Regions from separate parts of the Mus musculus genome. Here region 1 is linked to region 2. A link is a contact called in public promoter capture Hi-C data. All regions are on one chromosome and are shown on one strand. Each heading gives the region's core, a stretch centred on a gene start, on an enhancer-like site or on the middle of the called end of the contact. The rest is flanking DNA. Distances are from core to core; before and after follow the strand shown. Region 1 holds the start of Vcpip1 (valosin containing protein (p97)/p47 complex interacting protein 1). Region 2 overlaps Pcmtd1 (protein-L-isoaspartate (D-aspartate) O-methyltransferase domain containing 1).

Evidence for each region. Promoter capture Hi-C pulls out the DNA fragments that hold promoters and counts their contacts.
Region 1: a contact with region 2 is called in a promoter capture Hi-C map of liver, with 5 times the contacts expected there. The contact joins the promoter of Vcpip1 here to the enhancer-like site in region 2. A contact is called at or near these places in 6 of 39 promoter capture datasets (the C10 cell line, cranial neural crest, hippocampal neurons and 3 more), 1 of 115 datasets of contacts at active chromatin or transcription factors (large pre-B cells) and 2 of 9 other capture datasets (adipose tissue and liver).

Annotation. Positions count from the first base shown.
Region 1 is chr1:9,744,648-9,750,680 of GRCm38.p6, forward strand. It overlaps Vcpip1 (valosin containing protein (p97)/p47 complex interacting protein 1), which reads right to left and starts at 3,735. Exons shown (of 3, transcript NM_173443.3): 1 at 803-3,735. The coding sequence starts at 3,509. It overlaps 1700034P13Rik (RIKEN cDNA 1700034P13 gene), which reads left to right and starts at 3,001. Exons shown (of 4, transcript NR_040462.1): 1 at 3,001-3,957.
Region 2 is chr1:7,103,800-7,109,816 of GRCm38.p6, forward strand. All of the region lies in intron 1 of Pcmtd1 (protein-L-isoaspartate (D-aspartate) O-methyltransferase domain containing 1), which reads left to right. Among named protein-coding and RNA genes, the nearest start is that of Pcmtd1, 18 kb to the left of the region's middle. Within about 2 kb of position 1,417, at least 67 of the 459 cell types and tissues checked have an H3K27ac peak or open chromatin away from gene starts, as enhancers often do. A contact at or near this core is called in adipose tissue, liver and second pharyngeal arch cranial neural crest, where this site is marked.

The DNA.
Region 1 (6,033 bases), core at 2,485-4,984, 2.6 Mb after region 2:
CAAAATTAAGTCTCTTGTAACAACTAACCTTTAAATTTTCTTCATACTTGAAAACTGTGTAAAGCATGTTAACACACCAACTTAAAGACAAAGATTAAGCAAATAATGTAAATAGCGTACCACTAGGCAGGATCCCAAATTATCTAAAGGCTGAAATTACAGTATTTAGCTGATAGTATATTTTCCTTCAATTTATACTAAATTATCAAAAAGAAATTCCTAACCCCATTGCCATCTTTCTTGTTTGTTTCTTATGAGCTATTCACTGCAATTATGCCAGAGTCACTGAACCATAAAATTAAACACAAAACCTATCATACACATAAGAAAAACATAATGAAGGAAGAACCGGAAATGGAAGAGATAGGCTAGTAGGTGGGAGCTCAGTGAGACTATAAACACCAGAAACTGCAATTCATCAAACAGGAAGTCCTGAAATCACATGACAGACAGGAAAATGAAATTAAAAATAAATGAAAAATGATCAAGATGGAGCTCAGAAAGGGAGAAAAAGAAAGGGCTTTAACTATAAATACATTTTTTAAAAATAAATTTTGAAATAAATTTAATTAATCTCATTTACAGTTGAGTAACTACTTTCATTCTGTAGTTTCAAGCTGTTCTAATTCACTCAATAATCATATTAGTATCTACTACCAAACAGGAAAATAATTTTCTCCTATGTATAGAATCAAATATTTATGGTAACAACAGGTTTTTCTTTTCCCTCTCCACAACAACAAAATCCTCAGTATTTCATACTCACAATAAAAATACACCATCAGAGTTTAATTGCTCTTACCCATTAATGTAGCTAAAAGACACAAGGAGTACATTTCTTTGTCAGCTTGCTCCTGAAGTTCCTTAGATGACAGTTTACCAGTAACAGCAATCTCTTCTTGTTTCACAGTGTGGGCTGAGTGTGCAGCAGTGGATGGACCACCTTCTGCTCTTCCTTTTAAGATCTCTATTGTAATTCTGTCACCGTGCTGTAAAGGAACTGGCTCCTTTTCCATCCCTGCCTGGGGTGGCATTAACTCTTTAGGAGGAAAGCCATATCGAATACACTGTAAATATGGAGGAATGTTGAACTCTCTGGCTATACTTTCCTGAAGCTCAAAAAAGGTTGTTGAAGGCTTAAGGGTAACCATAGACTGCCGTCCATCGTTAGTTGTTATTCGAATCTTCTTCTCCTTAGAAGTGGTAGGTGAGTAGGGAGCCTTGGTGGGGGTGGCAGGTGCAGATGATGGCCCATCACGAATAGTACTTGGAGAAACAGTTCTGGGCTGCCCCTTTTGCTCTTGTTTTAATTTCTCTGTTTTCCGTTTCTGCATCACAGAAGCTTGTTCTGTGATGTTCTGTTGAATAGTTCTTTCAGTTTTACTCATGTTTAATTCTTCCTTATGCAAAGTTTTTGTTTTCTGTCCAGTAAGAATAATTTTAGTTGGTAGCTGCGACTCCAATTCTTGTCCTTGCACATCTCCAACTCTCTGAGCATGAGCACCATCTATATTTACAGGAGTGTAATCGTCCGGATTTTTTTTTGCAGTCTGATGCAATATAGTGTGGACAACTTTCTGAACTAGGATCTCACTCCCAAATTCACCTGGAAAGTGCTTGGTAACAAGTTTCATTGCAACATCATAAACATTACTATTCAAAGATGGATCGCTTTCATACTGAAACCAATATACTGTTTCTCTGACTACTCTTCCTCCCCACTCCAAAGTGATAGGAAAAGCTTCTGGAAGATTGTCATACTCTTTACCTTCCCAAAAATGTTTGAATCCACAACCACATTTGCCACCAGTAGACCTAGAATTAGTTCTGTCTCCATCCAAATACACAATAGAGCCATCTCCTCTGACTCTTCGCACAGATGAGCCATGGCACCAATTACAAGCTGTTAGATTACTCAATCCATAGTCTGGTAGCAGAACATCTTTTACTGGATCATATGAACAAACCAAATTGTTTAAGGGAAAGCTGTAATTTTTGTCAGGCCTCAACTGCCCATGAGTACTTTTTGCCAAGTTATACAGTTTCCCTCCTGGAGCCAACCACTCAGAAGGGACATGAAGTTCAGAAAGGGCACCACAAAGCAAACACTTGTGAAGGCGATTGTCCATTACTGCCTTTTTAGCAGCTGCTGTAACTTCCTCAGGCTGAACTCCTATCACCCCAGTCCTTCTGTAGAAATACTGATGTACATCAGCAACCAAACTAGGATGGATACCATGTTTGTCCATAAAGACTTCTTCCATAGCAGCAACCAGCCTAAGTAAGTACTTATCCTGCAAACTTCTGTCTCCTCCAATAACACAGCCACCATCCTCCTCAAGCTTGATGTACTTTTTAATAAGGTCCTGAGGCACACCCCATGCTTTAGGTAACAAATTCATGGGTAGTTTGGGCAGGGCAGCCCCCTTTATGCCTACCAAGGGAATATAATGGTTTCTACCAGAGCTACTCCACGCAATACAGATTGGCTTGTTCAAATGACCATCTCTCCCAGTGCATTTCTCTGCAGGTATGAGGCCAGGTAGAAAGGTGGCTGAATAATCACCAGAGCTTCTCATGCCGCTGAGGGAATCTAAAAGAATTATGGGACGATGTAACACATTGGCAAGGCCGAATATGTGGATATTCCTCAGGCCTAAGGGGACACCTTCAGGTGGCACAAACAGAGGGTCACATTCATTGATAATGTCCTCCCACTCGGCAGCATCAATAAAGTCATGAAACAGGGCTTGATATCGGGCTAGGTGCTGCTGAAAGTGCTGCTTAAGATTCTCCCTCAGAGCATGCCAGAAGAGCTCTCGGCCTACTAGAGCCCTAGACACAGCATGCACTAGGCAGTGTCCATCCCCATCCACATGCACTGGGATGAGGCATTCTTGACTTTTATTAGCCCGTTTGATATCCTCGAGCGTGTCGTGCAAATACAGGAGGCTTCCGGAGCGGTCCTTGCCATAGCCCACTGTGTTGACGTGCTCTGGTTCGATGAGGAAGGCCCGGTCACCAAGTAACGCGCAATCGAACAGTTCGCCTTGGTTCATGTCCCGGAGAAGCTTGGCCCGGCCCGTTTGTTTGTCCATTCCATAGCGTGCCAATATTGGCGACAATAATTTGCAGTGGTAGTTGGAGAGGCCCATCACCTTTACCAGTTCCGTGTTCTTCTTGGGAGCCCCCGTCACTCCGAGTAGCGCGTTCCGCAGCAGATTGTGCAGCACTACGTCCGGGTCGGTCACCTCCTCCACTCCCAGCAGCTGTTGCTGCTCGTGCCGCTGTCCGCACTCGGTACACTCGATGCTGACAGAACCCGAGGCCGGGAAGAAGAGGCGCGCCTGGCACTTGGGATCCGGGCAACTCCCGGAAAGGATTCTTCGGTCCCTTCGTTTCGAAAGGCCCCCCGGAGAAGCCGCCGCCGCCAGAGACGACGAAGTCTGCGGAGCCTCAGGGGGAGGCGGCGGCGGCGGCAGCGGAGGAGGCGGCGGCGGCTGAGACATCGCTCTCGGCTCTCGCTCGGCGTCCCAAGCGACCCTCAAAGGCACATAGCCAGACCTCCGCCGGCCCGACGAGGTCTAGTCCAGGCCCAGGGCGAATGGCTTTCCTTTTCCTACCAGTTCCTCCTCCTCCTAGGCGAAGGCGGAAGCGCCGGACGTTGTTTCTCTTCTCACTTCTCCACTGCCTTAGCCGTTGCCCCGAACGTAACGGCCACCACCCCACCCCGCACTCACACTCACTCACTCTCGCTCTCTCCCTCAGACACAGACATACACGCCCTCACTGAGACTGCGCAGGCGTAGCTTCTGCTCTGCCCTCTGGGAACCAGAGTCTTCCGGCTCCTCTCTCGCGAAGGAGTGCTAGGCGCTTCCGTCCAGAAAGAACTTCAAATACCGTGATGCAAAGCGACTCGACGCACGCGGGGAGGAGGAAGAGGAAGGCACTCGGAAGGTGGGGGCAGAAAGGAAGTCGATGATTCGCGGAGCTTGTCGGTAGTTGTATTTTTAACTGGATCTCTTTTGTAGTTTGTCCCCCATTCTATGGCCCACGAGAAAGAGTCAGAGAAATCACATTCCTAGGCTGCTGTGGGTAGTGTCCCCCTGCACTTTCCCCTTGCGCAGAAAGGAGTGTGCTTGGGGAAAACAAAAGTGCAAAGGATTGGTGTGGAAGAGGGTCTAAAGTCCACCACCACTGCTAGGAAGTCCGGGTTAAAGGTCCTAAGAACATGGAAGGAGTTTTCTATGAGGCTACTTTTTTTTTTAAGTATATTAATTTTTCAAATACGATGTCATTTTTTTAAAATTACCACTTAGCTAGCAAGTGCCGTAACTGAGCTTCTATCTTATTCGTAGTTATAAGCTGGTAGGTTAATGATGAAAGGTCACAGTTTGAGAATTACTGATCGCCAACTTGTAAGAACACTTTTAAAGAAAACATCCTGTTATTATATTTGTCTTTTTGTATGTCTGTCTGTCTGTCTGTTTATTTGTTTATTTGTTTGTTTGTTTGTGTAGAATTCACTAAATAGACGAGGGTGGCCTCAAATCCACAGAGATCCACCTGCCTCTATCTCCTGAGTGATGGGACTAAAGATGTTTGCCACCAACCTGTCTTCTTTTTTAAGTGTTAAGGAAATTGCTTGTCATCAAATGTTTAAAAAATAAGTTTAAAAGAAAGTTAACGTTGTCTGTTAGCAGTTAGAGATCACAATTATTAAGGTTTTTCTATGCATATATAGTATACAGTTTTACTTTTTTAGCCCAGGCAGACCTCAAACTCCCTATAGTAGAGAATTGACCTTGAACTTTCTGTCTTCTGCCTCCACCTCCCAAATGCCAGGGTCAGAGGTACATACCACTACACCTAGGTTATGCAGTGTTAAGGGCTGAACTTGGAGCTTCATGCATGATAGGCAGGCATTCTACTAACTGAGATATAATCCCAGCCTGCATAATATATAGGAGATTTTCACTTCACTCTATTTTTTAGACTATAATATAATTATATGTCCCTTCCCATTCCTCCTTCCTAACCCTCATATATGCCCCTCCTTGCTCTCTTTCAAATTCGTGGTCTCAACTGATGCATTTTTCAAACTGTATGTGTGTGTGTGTGTGTGTGTGTGTGTGTGTGTAGATCTATAACTGTTCTTTGTGTTAAACACACTCTTTTCTCTGAAATTCAGGATAATTAGGCTCTATGTTTATTTCTGTCCACTTGACAGAAGTGGACAGAAGTTGAAGTTATCTGATTATTATTTTAATTAAAAGTAATGTAAAAATAATAGCTTTTTCATTGCTTACTATGACATAGTCATGTATTTCTAAATACATAAGTACAACCTGTTCAGTCTGTATACTGTTATTTGCATGCATGTTTTCAAGGTTGATTATTTGGTATGGGATAAGTTACTGGTGTGCTCTTCCCTAGGTAAGACTGCTTCCTCTCCTCTCAACATTCCTTCACTGCTTAGAGTTCTTTGTGCAGGGTTGGGGCCATACAGGCTTTCACCTCTCCACTTTAGTATGCTTATTGTTGTTTTTAAAGGGATCAAAATTGTTTAATAATAACAGTAGTAGTAGTAGCTACTAACGCCTACTTACCACCAACTGTACATTAGCATCTTTCCTGTGTATTTACTTACCACCAACTGTACATTAGCATCTTTCCTGTGTATTTAGTTAACATTAAAATATTGAAACAGGTACCATCATAACCAGTTCTATTTTGGAGATGAAGAAACTGAGCAACAGTAAGTTAAGTACTTTATTCAGTGTCTGAGTCCTCATTAGTAACATAATTAGGGTTAAAAGCAAATGTAATAGAAATTGTTCCAAAGCTGTATTTGTTTTTAATTTGTAATGTTGAAGATTGAACCTAGGGTCTCATGGATGCTAGAAATGAACTTTACAGCTGAGTTGTGATCCCAGGCTTCTTTTTAATCTTTGTTTTGAGACAAGGCCCAAGTTTCTTAGGCTGGTCTAGAACTCACTCTATAGCCCAGATAGACCCCTGATTTTCCATCCT
Region 2 (6,017 bases), core at 167-2,666:
AGAAGAGGGCATAGGATCCCATTACCTATGGTTGTGAGCTATCCTATAGTTGCTGAGAATTGAACTCAGGACCTTTGGAAGAGCAGCCAGTGCTCTTAACCACTGAGCCATCTCTCTAGTCCCCACCCCCTTGAATGACTTTTAACAAAAGGTATTTTGTTGTATTATAAGCAGCATCACAAATCATTTCATTTCCCAATACCACTTTTTGTGGCTTTTATTTTTGCAATGATTTGAAGAGAAATCCAATATGCTGGTGCTGGTTGATTCTGTTAGTGTGACCGTGAGGTAGTAGATTCAGCTGGAGAGATGGGAAGCTAGACAGTTGTGCTTAAGACATTTAGTACATATGTAAGGGTGTTTGCCTGTGGGTGTGTGCCTGCAGAGGCCAGAAGAGCGTGTCAGACATGCTAGAACTGTCGTTAGAGATGCTTGTGAGCCATCGTGTGAGTGCTGAGAACCGAACATAGTCCTCAGGAAAAGCAGCCAATGCCTGTAACCTCCAAGACCTCTCTCCAGTCCCAGTTATATTTTTTTCCTCTTTGTGATTATTTCTTTTTGATCTGCTTTTCACAGATGTTAAAGTGTTCTTTTGGTTTGTACAAACAGAGAAGTAAATGGTTCATAGCTTTGCAGTTGATTTCAAAGGTCAAGAGAGCAGCTTCAAATGTCAATAATGATTATTTTTTATTTAATCACACTTTATTGATATTGTCATGACAGTTCAGCAACAAAGAATTCATGTGCCATATATAAAAAGCTCTTGTTACATTAAGGTGAAAGGAAGGACTCAGAGTCGAGTATACTTGTTTTTTGTTTTTTTCCTGAACACATTTTAAATCTTTTCACGGTTCCAGCTTTTTGTATTATTTATGCTTAGGGTAATTTATCAAACTGCAATATTGCTCTTCTGTGAAATAGTTTGGATTTCTTTTCTCTTTGTGGTTAAGTGTATCTCTCTGTGTACTTTTTGATGATAATAAAACAAATAATAATAATAAATAATCTACTTGTTACTGTCTGTAATTCCAACTCCACGGAATCCAGTGTCCTCTAGGTACCTCATGGCAGATAAACAGATACATACACACAAACAAAAATAAATCTTAAATAACATACAGTTTGTATTATCATCAAATACCAAGTTAATTTGATGTTTTTGGCAAGCCAGTAGTGAAACAACCTAGTCTTTGCATTCCTTGATAATTCTTAACTATTTTCCTATATCAGAAAGAAAAAGTTTCCTCTGGTACAGTTGCCACCAAACTCAAAGTAGCCTTAGTCCATGATGCCAGGGACAGTAGCTGTCTGGGCTTGTGAAGTGTTCTTTGTTTATCTCTTCAAACACTGTGTTCTTTGGACTACATTCTCTTTTGCACCAGGACCGGGTAGGCTTTGTCTCCTTTTTTGCAGAAAAGGAGCAGCTAGGAGCAGTAATTGACTCCTCCTTCCAGGGTGCTAAGGGGGAAGGAAAGTGAGTCAGTGCTCATTCTCTTCTCCTCCCACCCAGCTACATCTGTCTGCCATCTGTCTACTTGCCACCTACTTTGGCTTGTTAACACTTAACCCTCTGTAAGACATCCCCAAGCAGCCCGGAGATACCTGCATGTTGTCTGGACCCTCTATAGCAAATGAATTCAGTCCCCAGGTCTTAATTTTGGAAGGATTGCAAGATTTCCCAAATCCTTTCAGGTGAGAATGTGTGAGCAGGAGCGTTGTTTCCTACCTCACTGTGCCCATAGGCGCACACTAGAGAAAATGCTGAAGAGTAAGTCAGCATTTTGTGACTTGTGAGGGAGTGATGACTTTCTTTTTCTTTTCTTTCTCTCTCTCTTTCTTTCTTGTGTTCTTTCTTTCTTTCTTTCTTTCTTTCTTTCTTTCTTTCTTTCTTTCTTTCTTTCTTTCTTTCTTTTAAATAAAGGTTTATTTATTATTATATCTAAGCACACTGTAGCTGTCTTCAGATGCACCAGAAGAGGGTGTCAGATCTCATTACGGAGTGGTTGCTGGTATTTAAACTCAGTACCTTCAGAAGAGCAGCTGGTGCTCTTAACCTCTGAGCCATCTCTCCAGCCCTGAACGATGACTTTTGTATCAGACATAACTGCTGAGTGCTTAAACTCTTCAGTCTTTTATTGTCACTCCTTTAGTTAGCGCTGTGCATTTTCTTTGTTTTTATTGTTTAACAGAGAATGTGAACACTTCCTAAAATGTTTTCTCCTCCATTGTTTTCTTCTCCAAGGAAGAGAAAAATTGTCGGAGGGGACAGTACAAGTTGTGACCAAAGTAATAGACATATTGAGTGGAGTCTCCTCTGTGCAGAGGAGACTCCACTGTGATAGCCAATGGGACACTGGGAAATTAGAGCTAGGCGGGTCTTGGGAAGCAGTTCCTTATTCACAGGTGTGGGAAAATGGCACTCTGAACACTTGCGAGTTCCCACTGCCCACAGCCAGACAGGTGTAGCTTTTGATGTGTATTTGATACATTTTCCTTTGAGATGGTTAGCTCAGAGTTAACAAATGACACTTAAATAGTACTACTTTTCAATACTGTTCAAATTAAAAGATTATTATTGAAACATCAAAATAGTCATTTTAATACGGACTGCATGAGCTTTGGTGTCATCACTTCATGACCCCACTACCTGGCAGTCAGACTATCATGGCCTGCTGTGTATATGTGTGGTGGAGCATGACGCCTTTGGACTTTGAGAGAATATTTGATGGTATGAAAAATATATTTGATTAAGTGGAAATCCTAAAGTTGTTATTGGGGTGATTTGTGTTCCCTCTTGGGAGTCTTAGTTTTGCTAATAAGAACTTAAAAATGCTCTTGGAAGCTTGTGGGACCATCTTATTAGTGTTTGAGGGAAAATAACAGGGCAGATATGTTGCAAATGCTGCAGCAGTGGAGAAGAGGGAGGTAGAGAAAGCAAGAGGGAATGTTGTGGTGTTTGAGTTAGGGTCCAAGAAAGCAGAGATGGAATGTTCTGTAAGTTGCATAGCAGGAGCGGGGAGAGTGAAGTCCAGAATGTCAGGATGGCCTTTTTTGGGGGAGGGGGGGTTTAGAAAAAGATGTAGAAAGAAAGAGAAGGAAAAATTATGCTTTCTGGATTTAGAACTCAAAACATAGGCAAGCTTATCAGTGAAAATGGCATCGTATGGGCTTTGGGGAGTTGAAGTTCATTTCATTAAGAGGATAGTCACCGTCCCTGATATATGTTATCTCCTTGACATGTCTTCAGGTGAACCATCTCTTTTGGAGGTGGGGTGGTGGTAGACTCCTGGCCTGGTGATTGACAGGGTCAATCACAATTTTTCTTTTGGAGGTGGGATGGTGGTGGACTCCTGGCCTGGTGATTGACAGGGTCAATCACAATTTTTCTTTTTCTCTTAACCCCCACCGCACCTGCCCCTTCTCTCGTTCTCTCTTTGTTTTGTTCTTGGTGTTTTTTTGAGACAGGGTTTCTCTGTATCTCTCCATGTCCTGGAGTGAGTCCTGCTCACTTTGTAGACTGGGCTGTCCTTGCAGCTGTCTCTGCCTCCCGAGTGCTGGCATTAAAGGTCTTTGCTACCATACATGGACTATTGGATTAATTCTTAAGGAAGGAGACATTACTATATAATGCCCAAGCCCTACCAGGAGGGAGGAGGGACATCATTAATGGTCTCTAAGACTACTAATCCCTGTTCAGCTACCTGCCAGTATAAACAGTGCATTACCAATACTGTGTTTAAAAAGCATATAGAACCAGAATTGTGCAGCAGGTAAAGAAAGTGTCTTGCATTGCAAGCTTCAAAATGCTGGAATCCATGGGTTGACGGAGAGAGCCAGCTCCAGAAAGTTGTCCTCTGTTCTCTCAAGCAACAGATTGTGCTACCCCCACTCCAATAATAATAGTAATAATAATAATAATAATAAATCAATTTTTTAAAAACATGTAGATGCTTAGAAAGTTAATAGAAGTGGCTCTGAATACTGGTGTTATTATAGTGTTCACTTTACTGAAGTAGAGCTCTTAGAATCAAACCAGTCAATATTCTGAAGATGTTTACAGTAACTCTTAGGGAAATGTATAATAATTCACATGAATATAATAATGGAAAAAAACTTTTTTGAAGTTCCATGTGGTTTCTTTACTGATTTCTTTCTGCCCTAGACTCTTTTAAATGTACACTTTTTCCTTAAGAAGTTATTCCCCAGCCTGGCATTGGTGGCTCACGCCTTTAATCCCAGCATTTGGGAGGCAGAGACAGGTGGATATCTGAGTTTGAGGCCAGCTTGGTCTACAGAGTGAGTTCCAGGACAGCCAGGGCTACACAGAGAAACCCTGTTTCAAAAAGCAAAACAAAACAAAAATTTATTCCCCACATGCCTTTATTGTGTCTCTTGTAGTTTCTCTATGTGACCGCTTCAGCTTGTCAGTTTTGCTCCGTTACTTCATGTTAGCCCTTTAGGAGCTAAAGACATAGCCTGGAGTCCTGGCTTCTTCCTGTTCATACTCCCGGACACATAGTAGGTATTTACTTCATTGTTAATGGCTTGTGCTTCTGGCTTTTCTCTATCGTTATTTTTGGATAGCATTTCCATGTGTGGTCATCAGTGAGGTTTCAGTTTTCAGTGGCCTCCTTACCTCTCCCTTTCTCCAGTGTGCACAGAAGACTCTCCAAACCAACTGCTGAGTTTCCAGGTCTTACTACAAAGACAGCGTGATCGCTGACCTACCAAGTAATATATTGAAATTATTTTCCTTGTCTTTGGTTCTGTTTTTTTTTTTTCCCTTAACATTGTTATTTAGTAATTATGCATGTCTGTGTAGTTGTCACGCTGTGAGTGTGAAATGTCCACCATAGCATGTGCCTAGACATTTGGTCTGTAGTTAGTGATGCTGTTTTGAGGCTTTGGAGCCTTTAGGAAGTGGAGCCTACATGGAGGATGTGGGTTCTTGGGAATGGGGTAGATTTTAGGGATCATAGCGTGACCTGCTTGACTTCCCCTAGTTCCCCTCAGCTTCCTGTCAGACCAATGCAGGTAGCTTCCTTTTGCCCCTGGAGCCATGGCCTCCAGCTGCTCAGGTGTTTTGACTTCCCTGGCCTGGAGTCTTCAAACCATGTAGCTATTTGGTTATAGCACTAAGAAAAGAAACTTAATATCAGAGTTATATGTTACATGACATTATAATGTCATTTTGGTACTTGTAATATGGTGTGATAAAACCAGGCTACTTATAGGGTACTTTGGCTACTTAGTAAATCTCACTTCATTTATTAGTAGAGCGTGGATGTTCATTATTTTATGATTCTCTCCCCCACCCCTGTGTGAGTGTGAGTGTGTGTGTGTGTGTGTGTGTGTTTGTGTGTGTTTGTGTAGTCAGAGTAGGCAGAGGATTGCCTTTTGGCAGTCTTGTTTTTGCTGTGCTGGGTGGCTGTGGGCTAGTCAGGGTGTTTCTGGGCAATTTTCCACCATCTGTGTCCTATAATGTTGTAGGAGTGCTGGGGTTACAGATATGCATTGCCACTTCTGGCTTTCCCCATGGAGTCTAGAGATTGAACTGAAGTTATTAAGCTTGCATGGCAAACTCTTTTACCAGCTGAGCCATCTCACTGGCCCACATGTACTATATGTATGTGATAGTACATATCATTTTATGCAGTAGGCATTACCTTGCATTCTCTATCAAATCCATTGTTGAACATTTCCCCTTTCCCCATGTGCCTTCTCCTTAGCTTCTAGTAATAATCATTGAGCTGATTTAGATTCCACTTAAAGACCTTGCAGCATTTCTTTTGCTTTGTCTGTCTCTCTCACATTGCACAATGTCCTCCAAGTTACATGTTGTAATAACATGTGGCTGAACAGTATTTCATTATGTATTATATGACCTTTTACTTTTTTTTCTTTTTGAAATAAGGTCTCATGTAGCCCAGGCTGCCCTCAACTTGCTAAGTAGTTGAGGATAGCTATGAACTTTCTGATCATTCTGCCTCTACCTCCTAAATGCTGGCATTACTGCT